Regions from separate parts of the Mus musculus genome. Here regions 1, 2 and 4 are each linked to region 3. Evidence: chromatin contacts called from public Hi-C and promoter capture Hi-C data. All regions are on one chromosome and are shown on one strand. Each heading gives the region's core, a stretch centred on a gene start, on an enhancer-like site or on the middle of the called end of the contact. The rest is flanking DNA. Distances are from core to core; before and after follow the strand shown. Region 1 holds the start of Vrk1 (vaccinia related kinase 1). Region 2 holds the start of Gon7 (GON7 subunit of KEOPS complex). Region 3 holds the start of Dicer1 (dicer 1, ribonuclease type III). Region 4 holds the start of Papola (poly (A) polymerase alpha).

Evidence for each region. Promoter capture Hi-C pulls out the DNA fragments that hold promoters and counts their contacts. A called contact is a pair of places that touch in the nucleus more often than the background predicts.
Region 1: a contact with region 3 is called in a promoter capture Hi-C map of pre-B cells, with 4 times the contacts expected there. The contact joins the promoter of Vrk1 here to the promoter of Dicer1 in region 3. A contact is called at or near these places in 5 of 39 promoter capture datasets (the C10 cell line, the HPC-7 cell line, HPC-7-derived erythroid cells and 3 more) and 2 of 484 Hi-C or Micro-C datasets (B cells and natural killer cells).
Region 2: a Hi-C map of CD8 T cells shows a contact between it and region 3, with 4 times the contacts expected there. The contact joins the promoter of Gon7 here to the promoter of Dicer1 in region 3. A contact is called at or near these places in 1 of 39 promoter capture datasets (liver), 1 of 484 Hi-C or Micro-C datasets (CD8 T cells) and 2 of 115 datasets of contacts at active chromatin or transcription factors (stem cell-derived neural progenitor cells and thymic regulatory T cells).
Region 4: a contact with region 3 is called in a promoter capture Hi-C map of pre-B cells, with 5 times the contacts expected there. The contact joins the promoter of Papola here to the promoter of Dicer1 in region 3. A contact is called at or near these places in 8 of 39 promoter capture datasets (the C10 cell line, hematopoietic stem and progenitor cells, hippocampal neurons and 3 more), 1 of 484 Hi-C or Micro-C datasets (CD4 T cells), 6 of 115 datasets of contacts at active chromatin or transcription factors (the 230-238 cell line, embryonic stem cells, large pre-B cells and 3 more) and 2 of 9 other capture datasets (adipose tissue and liver).

What each region holds. Positions count from the first base shown.
Region 1 is chr12:106,008,972-106,011,797 of GRCm38.p6, forward strand. Vrk1 (vaccinia related kinase 1) reads left to right here and starts at 1,292. Exons shown (of 14, transcript NM_001029843.2): 1 at 1,292-1,387.
Region 2 is chr12:102,756,550-102,759,249 of GRCm38.p6, forward strand. Gon7 (GON7 subunit of KEOPS complex) reads right to left here and starts at 1,261. Exons shown (of 2, transcript NM_001142938.1): 1 at 992-1,261. The coding sequence starts at 1,196. It overlaps Gm20604 (predicted gene 20604), which reads right to left and starts at 1,261. Exons shown (of 2, transcript NM_001142939.1): 1 at 992-1,261. The coding sequence starts at 1,196. Ubr7 (ubiquitin protein ligase E3 component n-recognin 7 (putative)) reads left to right here and starts at 1,426. Exons shown (of 11, transcript NM_025666.2): 1 at 1,426-1,629. The coding sequence starts at 1,480.
Region 3 is chr12:104,750,691-104,753,549 of GRCm38.p6, forward strand. Dicer1 (dicer 1, ribonuclease type III) reads right to left here and starts at 1,262. Exons shown (of 27, transcript NM_148948.2): 1 at 1,058-1,262.
Region 4 is chr12:105,783,447-105,786,146 of GRCm38.p6, forward strand. Papola (poly (A) polymerase alpha) reads left to right here and starts at 1,251. Exons shown (of 22, transcript NM_011112.4): 1 at 1,251-1,468. The coding sequence starts at 1,461.

The sequences.
Region 1 (2,826 bases), core at 42-2,541, 1.3 Mb after region 3:
TTTATGTTCCAGGAGGCTGTTTAGAGAGGTGTGGGGTCTGAGCCACACAGGATGAAACAGTAACCTGTGACTCGGGGGCAGCCAGTGTGTTACTAGCTCTAGTCCTAACAACACAATCATCATGGCATGTTCTCATTGCAGACTTGTGGAAAGCCCAGCTGAAGTGACCCTTAGCTAAGGGACTTAGCTGTTCGTGTATGTGTGTGTGATCGTCGTTAGGTGACTTTCCTTTTTTTCTTCCATTCTCAGGCTCCATCATGGATCAAACTCAGCAGAAGTCTGGGAGCAGTGGGCATGCAGTACAGCTGTTTTGTGGATCTGCTCTATGGGGCAGACGGCAAAATAGGAAAGAAATTGGAGCAGGTGTGGGTACCTGGGACGGTGAATTCAAGATATGAAGATCAATGCTGAACTGCACACTGGGCAACAACTCAGATTTCGTAGGGACTAAAGCTCATACAGTGTTTTAAGATCCACCTTAAGAAACAACACAGGCAAGCCGAGTGTGGTGGCGCACGCCTTTAATCCCTGAACTTTGGAGGCAGAGGCAGGCGCATTTCTGAGTTCAAGGCTAGTCTGGTCTACAAAGTGAGTTCCAGAACAGCCAGGGCTACACAGAGAAACCCTGTCTCGAAACTGCCCCCCCTCCAAAAAAAAAAAAAAAAAAGAAAGAAAAGAAACAACACAGGCTAGGAGTGTTGGCTCACATTTTTAACTCAGCTGTTGTTAGTAAACCAAAAATTAAAAAAAAAAAATCAAATTGGTAAAACAATAGCAATAACAAGAACAGCACCGAACCCAAGGCCTTTTCTAGGGCTTCAGAAGCTGCAGATCCAAAGTGCAGCTTGAAGCTCATTCTTCCAACCTCTAGGAAGGAGATGGTGAAACAAAGAAAACTGATGTTTGACAAAAGTAGCTCAAATACTGCGGTGGGTTAAGTAAACACCGAGACGCGCTTCGGATATTTGAAATGAGTCTCTTTGTCTAACCGTTTAATAAATCAAGCAACAGTGAGTACTGGTTATATTTATTTCGGTTCTTAAGGCTTTGAGAGCCACAGTAACATGTAAAACAGCAAGCGGGCTGCAAACCACACTTCCCAGAAGCCCTTGTGCTCAGAGGAACACGCCCCCATCTCGCCTCTTGGAGGTTCAAAGACTACAATTCCCAGCATGGAGCAAGCGTAAGGACCACAATTCCCGGCATGTCCGGAGAGGTGACAGGGAAGCGCGGTCTTCCTCTTTCCCCGCCTCCCCCGCCGTTCGCAGCCAACGGGAAGGCTCTGTACTACGGGGTGTGGAGGGGACGGCGCCGTGGGTAGGTCGCGAGTCTAGGGAAGCGGCGGGAAGTTCGTACTACGCTGTGGACCGCGAGTTGGCCGCTCTGGGTAGGGAGCCGTGGGGTGGTGGCGGGACTATAGGTCCGGTGTTGCTTCAGGGCGGCGCCGCGGCTGGGTCCGGCCTGCCCGGGAATCCTCGCTTCTCTGCCCGATCGCGGAGCTGCCGGAAGCCCGGTTCTAGAAGGCCGCCCGAAGCCTAGCCGGGACCAGGGTGGCGGGGACGGGGACGGGGACGGGGACCTGGACCGGCCGAGCCTGCCACTTCCTTAGCACTGGTGAGGTGAGGCCTCGGGGCACAGCCGCGGCCGGCAGCTTCTCGTTTCCTTCCAAGCTTGCTCCTCAGGTCTCCACCGCCGGTGACCGGGCTCCCGGTGCAGTGTCTTCAGAGGCAGCAAACAGGTCTGCAGCCCAGCGCCAAAGTTTGTTTCCGACCGTTTCCAGGCTAGGTCGCCTTAGATGTAGAACTGCGCCAGAGTCCTTGAGAGATGGGGACACACGCCAGTCCTGGTCGGGTTACCCGTTTATTCTTTTGTCGTTGACGTTAACCATTCTTTACGTCTGCGTGTGTTCTTCCTTTCCGTCCCTCATCGCTTTTGGAGCAATTTGGAAACGCGATTTTGCCTTTGGGAAGGTGGTGGTTAAACTTAGCGGGTCGTTGAAGAGCTTCGTTGCTTTCCTTTTTTAAAAAAAGAAACAAAAAAACAAAACGAAACTAGAATTGACCATCTATTGAGTCTGGAATTCAAAACAGTGAAAAAAGATGTAGATCAGCATTTTATCATCATTATTATTTTGGATTTTCAAGACAGCTTGCTTGCTTGCTTCCTTCCTTCCTTCCTCCTTCCTTCCTTTTCTCTTTCTTTCTTTCTTTTTTTTTTTTTTTTCTGTGTAGCCTTGGCTGTTCTGGAACTTGCTCTGTAGACCAGGCTGGCCTTGAACTCAACAAGAGATCCTCCTGCCTCTGCCTACTGAGTGCTGGGACTAGACTTGCGCCACCCCCACCCCGGCTTAAGAGTTCAGGGGAAAGGCATGTCACTTTTTTTGTGACATGTCGATTATACTGTTTGGGGAAATTTAATTTACAGTTCTGACTGGAATTAAGCATCTGGGCAATTAAGATAATGTTCATCTACCTGGAAAAAGGAATGTAAGTGGACATCACTAAAAATGGCTTTCCCCGTTGTGCTACCACAGATGGCAGACACTGCAGCGCTGCCTTGCTGATGGAGACCGAGCTAACAGGAGCATGGATTGAGGTGGATAACAAGTGTGTTAGGCGTTAGGGATTCCGTACAGCACTAGTATCCAGTACAGATATCACTTTGATAACTGTAATGGCTGCTGCTTATGCCTGGCGTAGCAGAGATGATGAGTGTTTATTTGTTAAACAAATGAGATGGTGGAGTTGATGTGTTTAAGCAGGGAGCCTGGCATCTAATAATAAGTTTGAGTGCCCAGGGAATGGTTATATGGAAAGCTTAGGCTGA
Region 2 (2,700 bases), core at 11-2,510, 2.0 Mb before region 3:
TAAGAGGTGTACAGACAAGCATGCAGGTAAACATCCATCTTTAAAAGCAAACAAACCCCAAGCCACCAAAATTAACAGTTAATTTCTACAACAGGAGAGGGGGTGAGAGAAAGTAAGAGGACGGGAAGGGCTGTAGTGCTTTCGGACATTATATAGCCCTTAAACTCTGGCAGCACAAGATGGCAACGTAAACATTCCATCAAGGAAGGGGGGGGCTCATGAGGCGCCACCCCTCTCAGAGGAGCGGTTGGCGGTTAATGGGGGGCGGGGGAGTCATTGTTTTTCTTCAGTGGTCTAGTCACTGCTGTGTTGCCCTAGTTCCAGTAAATATCATACAAATATCCTTAAATAAATCCAGTGACAAAAAAAGGCCGGAAAGAAAGGCGAGGAGCCCTGTCGAGAAGGGTTCAGCGGGGGATAGAGACCATGACCTGAATGCATTAATACATGAATGAAACGATCAATTAATTTAAGAATACCAAAAAGCTAAACTAAAAAGAACTCTTTTACTTTCGAAACAATAGCTACAAAACTGAGAGGGTTAAGATTCCCTAAAACAAAGTGGGCCTCGGTCATTCGAAGCTCTCCTCATTCTGTCAAACACGTTTTCTCGTTTCTAATTTCACTCCTTTCCGTTTTTCAACAACCAGGTCTACCTTCCCGCCCTTTCGGGTCTTCGTGCCAGCTAGCAATGGTTACAGACCGCCACTTTCTCTGCCTATCTTAATCCTTTGCGTTCTTTGCAAGGGAGTCAAGCTGACTTCGTCCGTTGACCAGTCCCTAGTCCAACGCTCGCCACGGTTTTTTTTTTTTTTTTTGGTGGGAAAAGTCGCAAAAACGGGGGGCGGTGGGATATCAGACAAAGAGGGCAGCGAGTTCTAAGGATTTTTAGAAGCGATTGCTCCTCTTCTCCGGGGCTCGCCTTCTCTAGCCTGCCCTTCACACTGCCCGGTCCCGCCAGTGTCCCCCGGCGCCCCGCCCCCGCGCTCACCATCCAAAGCGTCGTCCGGATCTTCCGCCAAGCCTTGCGCGTCCTGCTCCACTAGGGTCCCGAAGAACTCCGCTACCAACTCCTTCATCCGGACCACGCCCGCCGACAGGCTCTGGAGAGGGTCCGCGTCTCCCGACGCCTCACAGGACACTCGTAGCCGCTGCGGCTCCCCGTCACAACCGACGTACTCGCCCGAAAGCTCCATGGCGACCACTCAGCTTCAACAGCGCGCCTCGGAGAAACGCCACCCGGAAGCGGAAGCCAGCCTGCGGCCGGGGCGGGCGGGAGAGGCGAGGAGGAGGAGGAATGACTTCCGATTTCCCGAAATTGGCCCGCCCATTTTCTTCCGTGTCCTTCCTTAGGATTGGCTGTCTGGTGCTCGGGCTCCGCCTCCTCACGGGGCCCCGCCTTCTCGCGACGCCCCTGGCGGCGGCCACTTTTCCCGCCTCCTCCTGGGCCCACGCAGCGGAGCCCGGTGACAGTTGAGGATGGCCGGAGCCGAGAGCCCCACCGAGTGCCAGGCGGAGCTGGAGCCCGTGGTGTCGCTGGTGGACGTGCTCGAGGAAGACGAGGAGTTGGAGAATGAGGCGTGCGCCGTCCTGGGCGGCAGCGACTCGGAGAAGTGCTCCTACTCGCAGGTGCGCGCGGCCCGGCTGCTCCCGCCGTCCTGTCTGTTTCCCGCTGGCCGCGGCCGGGCCCACTCACGGCGGCCCTTTACTCTGTGCTTCTACAGCCCCGGCCCGGCTGCCATTTCATCCTCAGCTTGTCGCCACCAGGGCTGTCCCTCGGTTCCGCTGATGGTACACTGCAGGCTCCGGTCCTCCAGTTGTCGCCTCTTGGTGGCCTGCTTTTCACGAGGTTGTTCTCGTGATCTCTCAAACCCAGATATTCTTCGCTCCACTTCTCCCACCGCCCAAGAATCTTAATTAGGGACCAGATGGGGAAAAGTAAAGGGAAAGTGGGCCGGCTTTGAAAATCTTCCGGTGAGGTTCGGCTTCCGGACACTCCTGTAGTCTAGTTTAACTGCTAGCTGCCCCCACCTCACCCCCTTTCTGGTTAAATGAAGTTTCGTGTGTATGTGCTATGTGACATCCCCTCTCTCTGGGGACTGGAAAGCCAAGAGGAGAAAAGGATCTGTTTGGCATTTGTGGGACCTTTTGAACGAGAGAGTTTGAGGGGCTGAGATGTAGTGTTTAGTGACGCATACTGTACATTTAAGTACTAACGTGGAAAAGGGTGGGTAGGAAGGAAACTTAACAACAAGGATGAGAATTGGTGGAAGGAAACAGGCTAACTATGCCCATGGGTGGAGTGGGAGACTGGGGTAGGAGTGAAGGGACTTGGAGTTATGGTGTGGCGTGGACTGAAGTCATAATACTAGTTGTCTTCGTTGACCAAGTTGGGTTTGCACTGTAAAATTGTTGAATAAATCTTGTATCCCAGAAGTAGTCACAGCATGGTCGCTGGTATTTAAATTTGGAGGATCATTGTTAGGTTTCAAACCCTGGACTCTGCTGTTGTGCCTATTTAACATATCAAAGCCGATGGTGGCCTCCTGGTTCTCCCTGCCCTTCTGTCCCTTCCGGGACTCTCCTGGCAGACATACCCAATCCACTTTCCCAGACTTCTCCAGCCCAGGAGCCGGGCTACCCTTCCCCCAGCTTCCCTTCCCTAAATAATGCAGCCGTTTTGTTTATGCAGCTCTCTTG
Region 3 (2,859 bases), core at 12-2,511:
AGAACTCAGTCCCCAAAGATATCAAAAAGATATTTCCAAAAACACCCAAACTACTGCTTGCTACAAGCCTCACCCAGTATTCACCTTTCGGTTACATTTCAGGTCCTTGGTTACCATGAAAATTTTTGCCTAGAAAACTTAAAATGTTTATACCAATGAATTTCCAACTCAGCGATCCTACTTTACAACAGGTTTGAAAAACATATCTCAAGTTGCTTAACTCTTGAACTGCATCCTTTCCTACTGACTTACAGTGAGGTTCCTCAGAAAACTAACAATCAAAGATTCAGAAACTCAGGAGCGAACTCCCAAGTAAGTCTCTTTCACCCGATGACGTCTTTCAACACTTGATCACCATAATACTTAGGGCATCATATATCGGTAACTAACCCTTTAATCACAAGTCTACTCATAAAAGCAAGGACTATTACAGATCATAGACTCCCAGTCATCCATTTGGGCAAGTCTTCAGGACACTGGCTCTGTCCTGAAGGCAAAGTCACAAGGGCAGCTCATCTCTGCTAGGCAATCCACACCAATTTGGTGTGCTGGCTGGAGATGCACACAGATTTGGCTGAACGAAAGCCCCTTAAGCAAAGACCCTTCTTCGCAAGGTCCAGACGACCTAAAAGGGGAGGGGCACAAAACATGGCCTGGGCCACCCACCCCCTAGGGCCAGCCTTGGTCACCTGCCAATAAACACACAACAGTCCTTCCCAGGGCTCCAGCCCGCACCTCGCTGAGGCCTTGTCCCCCTCCAGATCCTCGGAGGCATCCAGGGGTCCCGCGCCATTTGGCAGGCCCGGGTCGCTCCCGAGACGCCGGCCCGCGTGGATACCTCCTGTCTTCTCCCGGGCTTCGAACGCGGAACGGGACCTGTCAAAGGCCGCTCCTCCTAAGGCGGGGGTGCGGAGAGGCCCGCGTGGACAGTTCTCTGCCCGGGCTCGGCGTCGCGGCCTGCTCCCGGCGCCCGCGCGGGCCTCGCGCAAGAGGCGGGCCGGGCATCGCCGTCCCCCGGGCCCGGACACAAAGCGGCCCAGCAGGGAGCCCGCCTCACCTGCAGCACTGGGCGCCGCGGGCCTTCCAGAACCATCGGACCCCGCTCCGGCGCGCGCGTCACAGCCCAGGCCTCCCGGTGCCGCCCGGCGCCGCCGCCGCCGCCGCCATTTCCTGCCGCTCGCCGTCGTCTCGTTCCCGCTGTCAGGTTACTCCATTCACCTGGGCCCGGAGCCGCCCGCGCCGCACCGCGCCGCGCCCCGACCCCTCCCGCCCGCGCCTGCGGAGACTGCGCAGCGCCCTGCTCGCCCGCAGCCCGCGCTCGGCCCGCGGCGACGGCGCACAGCGGCTTGGAGAATCCCACCGGCGTCGCGCCGCCGCTCCGCGCCCCCTCGCTCGCTCGCCCCGCGGCCGCATGAAAGCCGTCCTGTGATTGGACGGAGCGCGGAGGTGAAAGGTTAACCCCGGCCCCCCAGCCACTCAGAAGCCGGGAGACAGCAGACTCGGGCCGAGGCCGCGTCGGAGGCCCAATGCGAAGACCGAGCTCTGCAACGCAGTCAGCCAGCCTGCCGGCCGGCCGGAATCCTGAACGCGCCGCTGGGGCTACGCAGTCCCAGCTCCCGGCTCCTTTCCCTTCCTGATGATGGCACACATCGCCCCCATCCGCAAGCCCCGCTGCACCGCTCTTTTGGTCCAAAGAACTGATCTCTTTGGGCAGCCCTCAAAACCAACTTGAATAACCAGAAAATGCCCGCGGCGTGCAAACTTGGTTTTATAAGGCTGAGCTTTCTGCTGCGTCTTCTTGCTGAGATCAGAGGAGTAAAGAGACCGACTTAAAGAAAACCATCTTAGTGTAGGACCCTCCCCCACCTCCGTGTAGGCATCTTGGAAAAAGACTCCGGAATAGACTGGTACTCCAGGTGAGGGATGGACGCTTCTAGCCCCGGGCTTCTCTCAGCCACTGGAAGCGCTTACCTGTCCGTCTGAACTATGTCCAACAGTCCCACGTAGTGGTTGTTACCTCTCCAAATTAAGGCTAATCTTTAATAAGTGCAAGTGATTTGTTTATTTGAATAAATACTAGTGTCATTTGTTTCAATTTTTTTATTACTGTTATTTCGAAAGTAGGTCTCACTATGTAGACCAGGCTGTCCTCAAACTCCGCCTGCCTCTGCCTCTCAATTTTTGGGTTTAAACGTGTGTGCCACGCCGGGCGTGGTGGGGCACGCCTTTAATCCCAACACTTGGGAGGTAGAGGCAGGCGGATTTCTGGGTCCGAGACCAGCTTGGTCTACAGAGTGAATTCCAGGACAGCCAGGGCTATTACACAGAGAAACCCTGTCTCGGGAAAAAAAAAAGATATTTTTTTAAAGACTAACTCCTTGTCCATTAGCAGATGTTTCTGATTTCTTTACCTTTAACTTGGAGGCAATATGGTCCATTTGTTTTGTTTTGTTTTGTTTTGTTTTGTTTTTCGACACAATGTTTCTCTGTATAGCTCTGGCTGTCCTGGAACTTGCTCTGTACACCAAATTGGCCTTGAACTCATAAAGATCCAACTGCCTCTGCCTCCCAAGCACTGGGATTAAAGGCGTGCACCACATCCTCGGCTGTCTTTCAAAAAAAAAAATGGATTTGGACTATCCCAGCATGAGGAGGAGGAGGTTACCATAGCAAAATCACAGATCAAGGCCAGCCTGAGCTACATGCCAAAGCCCTGGCACATACATATATGATATATATACTATATTTGTATCATGTATATGATGTATGTATTATATATGATATCTATCATATATATGTATCATGCTAGATATTATGTATAATGTATATGTACCATCCAATGTATAATATAATTAATAT
Region 4 (2,700 bases), core at 1-2,500, 1.0 Mb after region 3:
TGGGGAGGGAGCTTTAGGAGTGAAAGGAAGCCCTAAGTGCAGGGGACCTCCAAAAGCTTCTTTCTTTTTTTTTTTTTTTTTTTTTTTGGTTTTTCGAGACAGGGTTTCTCTGTGTAGCCCTGGCTGTCCTGGCACTCACTTTGTAGACCAGGCTGGCCTCGAACTCAGAAATCCGCCTGCCTCTGCCTCCCGAGTGCTGGGATTAAAGGCGTGCGCCACCACGCCCGGCCAAAAGCTTCTTTCAAGAAGCTATGAGAAGGAAAAGGAATAGTTGGGCCTTTCTAATGATTACTCAGAACAGAATGGTGAGTGTACCCAGCCAAACCCCGTAAGAAGTGTGCCAGGGGCTGGAAATTTTAGGAAGGAAAAATACATTATCTTAAGATGAACCCAGCATACTAGGAATGGCTCCTTTTTCTGAGTATGGTCCAGTAACCCGAACTTCACCTGCCCAACTGCATTAACTCTTCAGCACAGAGACAAGGTCATAGTCACACCCAGAAGTATATTCCAATCTATCACATAAAATTGGTAGTGGTGTTTCACACCTGTAATGTCAACACTCAGGAGGTGGAGGCAGGAGGATCAGAAACTAAGGGCTAGTAGCTTCATGGGAGCCTGTCTTATAAAACAAACAAGAACAACAACAACAACAACAACAAAAAACCCGCCAAAACCCCAAAGGTTACTGTCAATTTTATTAAATTATTGCCTTGGTCCGGAATCCCCTGCCCTGCACATTTGGCATGAGAAGCACAGGTCTGGGCAACACAGATGCAGAGGGTCATCGTCAGGGGAGGGGATCCACGGCCACACTTCTGGGACAGGCTCTGTACTGGGCTCTAACACATTTAAGTCCTCACTCACATCGATGTTTAAAAAGCAGTTCTCCCACGCAGCGGAGGTGCAACTGGCACCGAACAGCTCTCGGTTCCAGGCATCCCCCGCGCTTGGGCTGCCCCGCACGTGGCGCCCGCTTGGGCCGCGCCCCCTTCTCATCGCTGCCACGGCTGCGTCACTCTCATTCGCCAGGACGGCGTCGCCAAGCGAATGAACTACAGCCTCTCGCTCGGAGCCTCCCGCACCCATCCCACGCTCTACCACGAAAGCGTGAGATCACCGGGGGGGGGGGGGGGGGGGGGGAGGGGGAGAAGCGCCGCTTCACGCCGAGAACTACATTTCCCGTCAGGTCTTGCGGCGTCGCGCAGCGCGCGCGCAGGCGCGCGCTCGGTGTGCGTGGCGGCGTCAGCGGTTCTAGAACGTTGCTGTGGTAGCGCTCGGGCGCCATGTTAGGACGAAGGGGAAGGAGGAGAAGCGCTTAAAGCGGCGGGGCACGGGTGCAGGACTGGGTTGGCCCCGGGGCTGAGGTAGGCTGCCGTCCTTCCCGCCTCGGTGGATCATGCCCAGGACGGCAGCGGTCGCGGGGGGGAAGTGACTGGGCGGTGCCGGCGCCGGAGACGATGCCGTTGTAAGTGATTGGCGTGCTGAGTGAGGCGCACGCCGGCCGGGCCCCGGGGGTGGCGGAGGGGGAGGGGAGGCGCACGGGCGCCCCGGGCCGCGGCTTCCGGCCCCTCGGGCGCGGGGCCCCCGCAGGATCCCCAAGCGGAACGGCGCCCGGCGCGGACTGGCGGGCCGCGGCTCCCGGGTTCCTTCCTGTCCCGGTTTCACCATGGCGCCGTCCAGCCCCCTAGTTCCCCACTTCCGCTTCCCTCGGAGCGGGTGAGGAACCGGGGCCGGGAGGGAGCAGGCCGCGCTGGCGGCCCGGGGGCAGCTTCCGGAACGGCGGGCTGCGGGGCGGCGCCGTCCCTGCTTTGTTGTGACTAGGCAACCTGGCTTCGGCGCGCTACCTGATCGCTCCCGCCCTTGGGTCACTTGTGTTGTGATTGCGAGTGTACGCTTTGAGCTAATTCACTTAGGCCTTCTAATGTCGCTAGGTCTACTTTACACACTTGACCGTGATTTTTCTTTACTTAATTTCCCCCCTCCCCCCTTTTCTCCTAAGAAAGATATTTGGAAACCGGTTGTTGGGATTCGAAAGTAGATGAGGGTTTTATGTTCCAACTAACCTATCTTGGCGAAAAGGCTTTAGGTCGTGCGACTGCTTTTCTTCCAAACAAGAGAGGCAGTTTTGGACGTAGCCTCAATGTGACAGATCTAGGGTTGTACTTACTAATTTAAAAATGGATTTCATGCGCTTTTCTTTCTCACACACTAGCTTGCTAGCTTTACTCGACCCTGATGTTTAGTCCAGAGACCTGTCAGCTGTATTTCTGTAGTGATAACATTTGTTGGGCTTAATTAACCACAAAGTTCCCTTTGACTCCTTATTCATGGAACAAGGGTAAAGGAGCACGAGAATAGAATCTATAAAGATGTTTGGTGTTTTTCAGTGGGGTTCAAGTAGATGTGAGTGAGTGAGGTGTTGTCACATGATGACCTTGTATTAGCTCATCCAGACTTTTTTCTGATACATCAGTGCTTAAAAAAAGATATGGTTGCACACTCTAAAGGGAAGGCTTCGGATTAGAAATGTTATCTTGTGTCTGGGAGTGAAGGTAGGAGGGAGAGTACAGGTTTCCTGCAGTTTTTATTTCAGTGCACTTCTGAAAGTGGAACGGTACAAGGAGGCTGCATGAGCACCGCACATGTCCAGGTCTATGCTTGAAGTTCTTCAGTCTATTTCCTTTAGGTTTAAAAAAA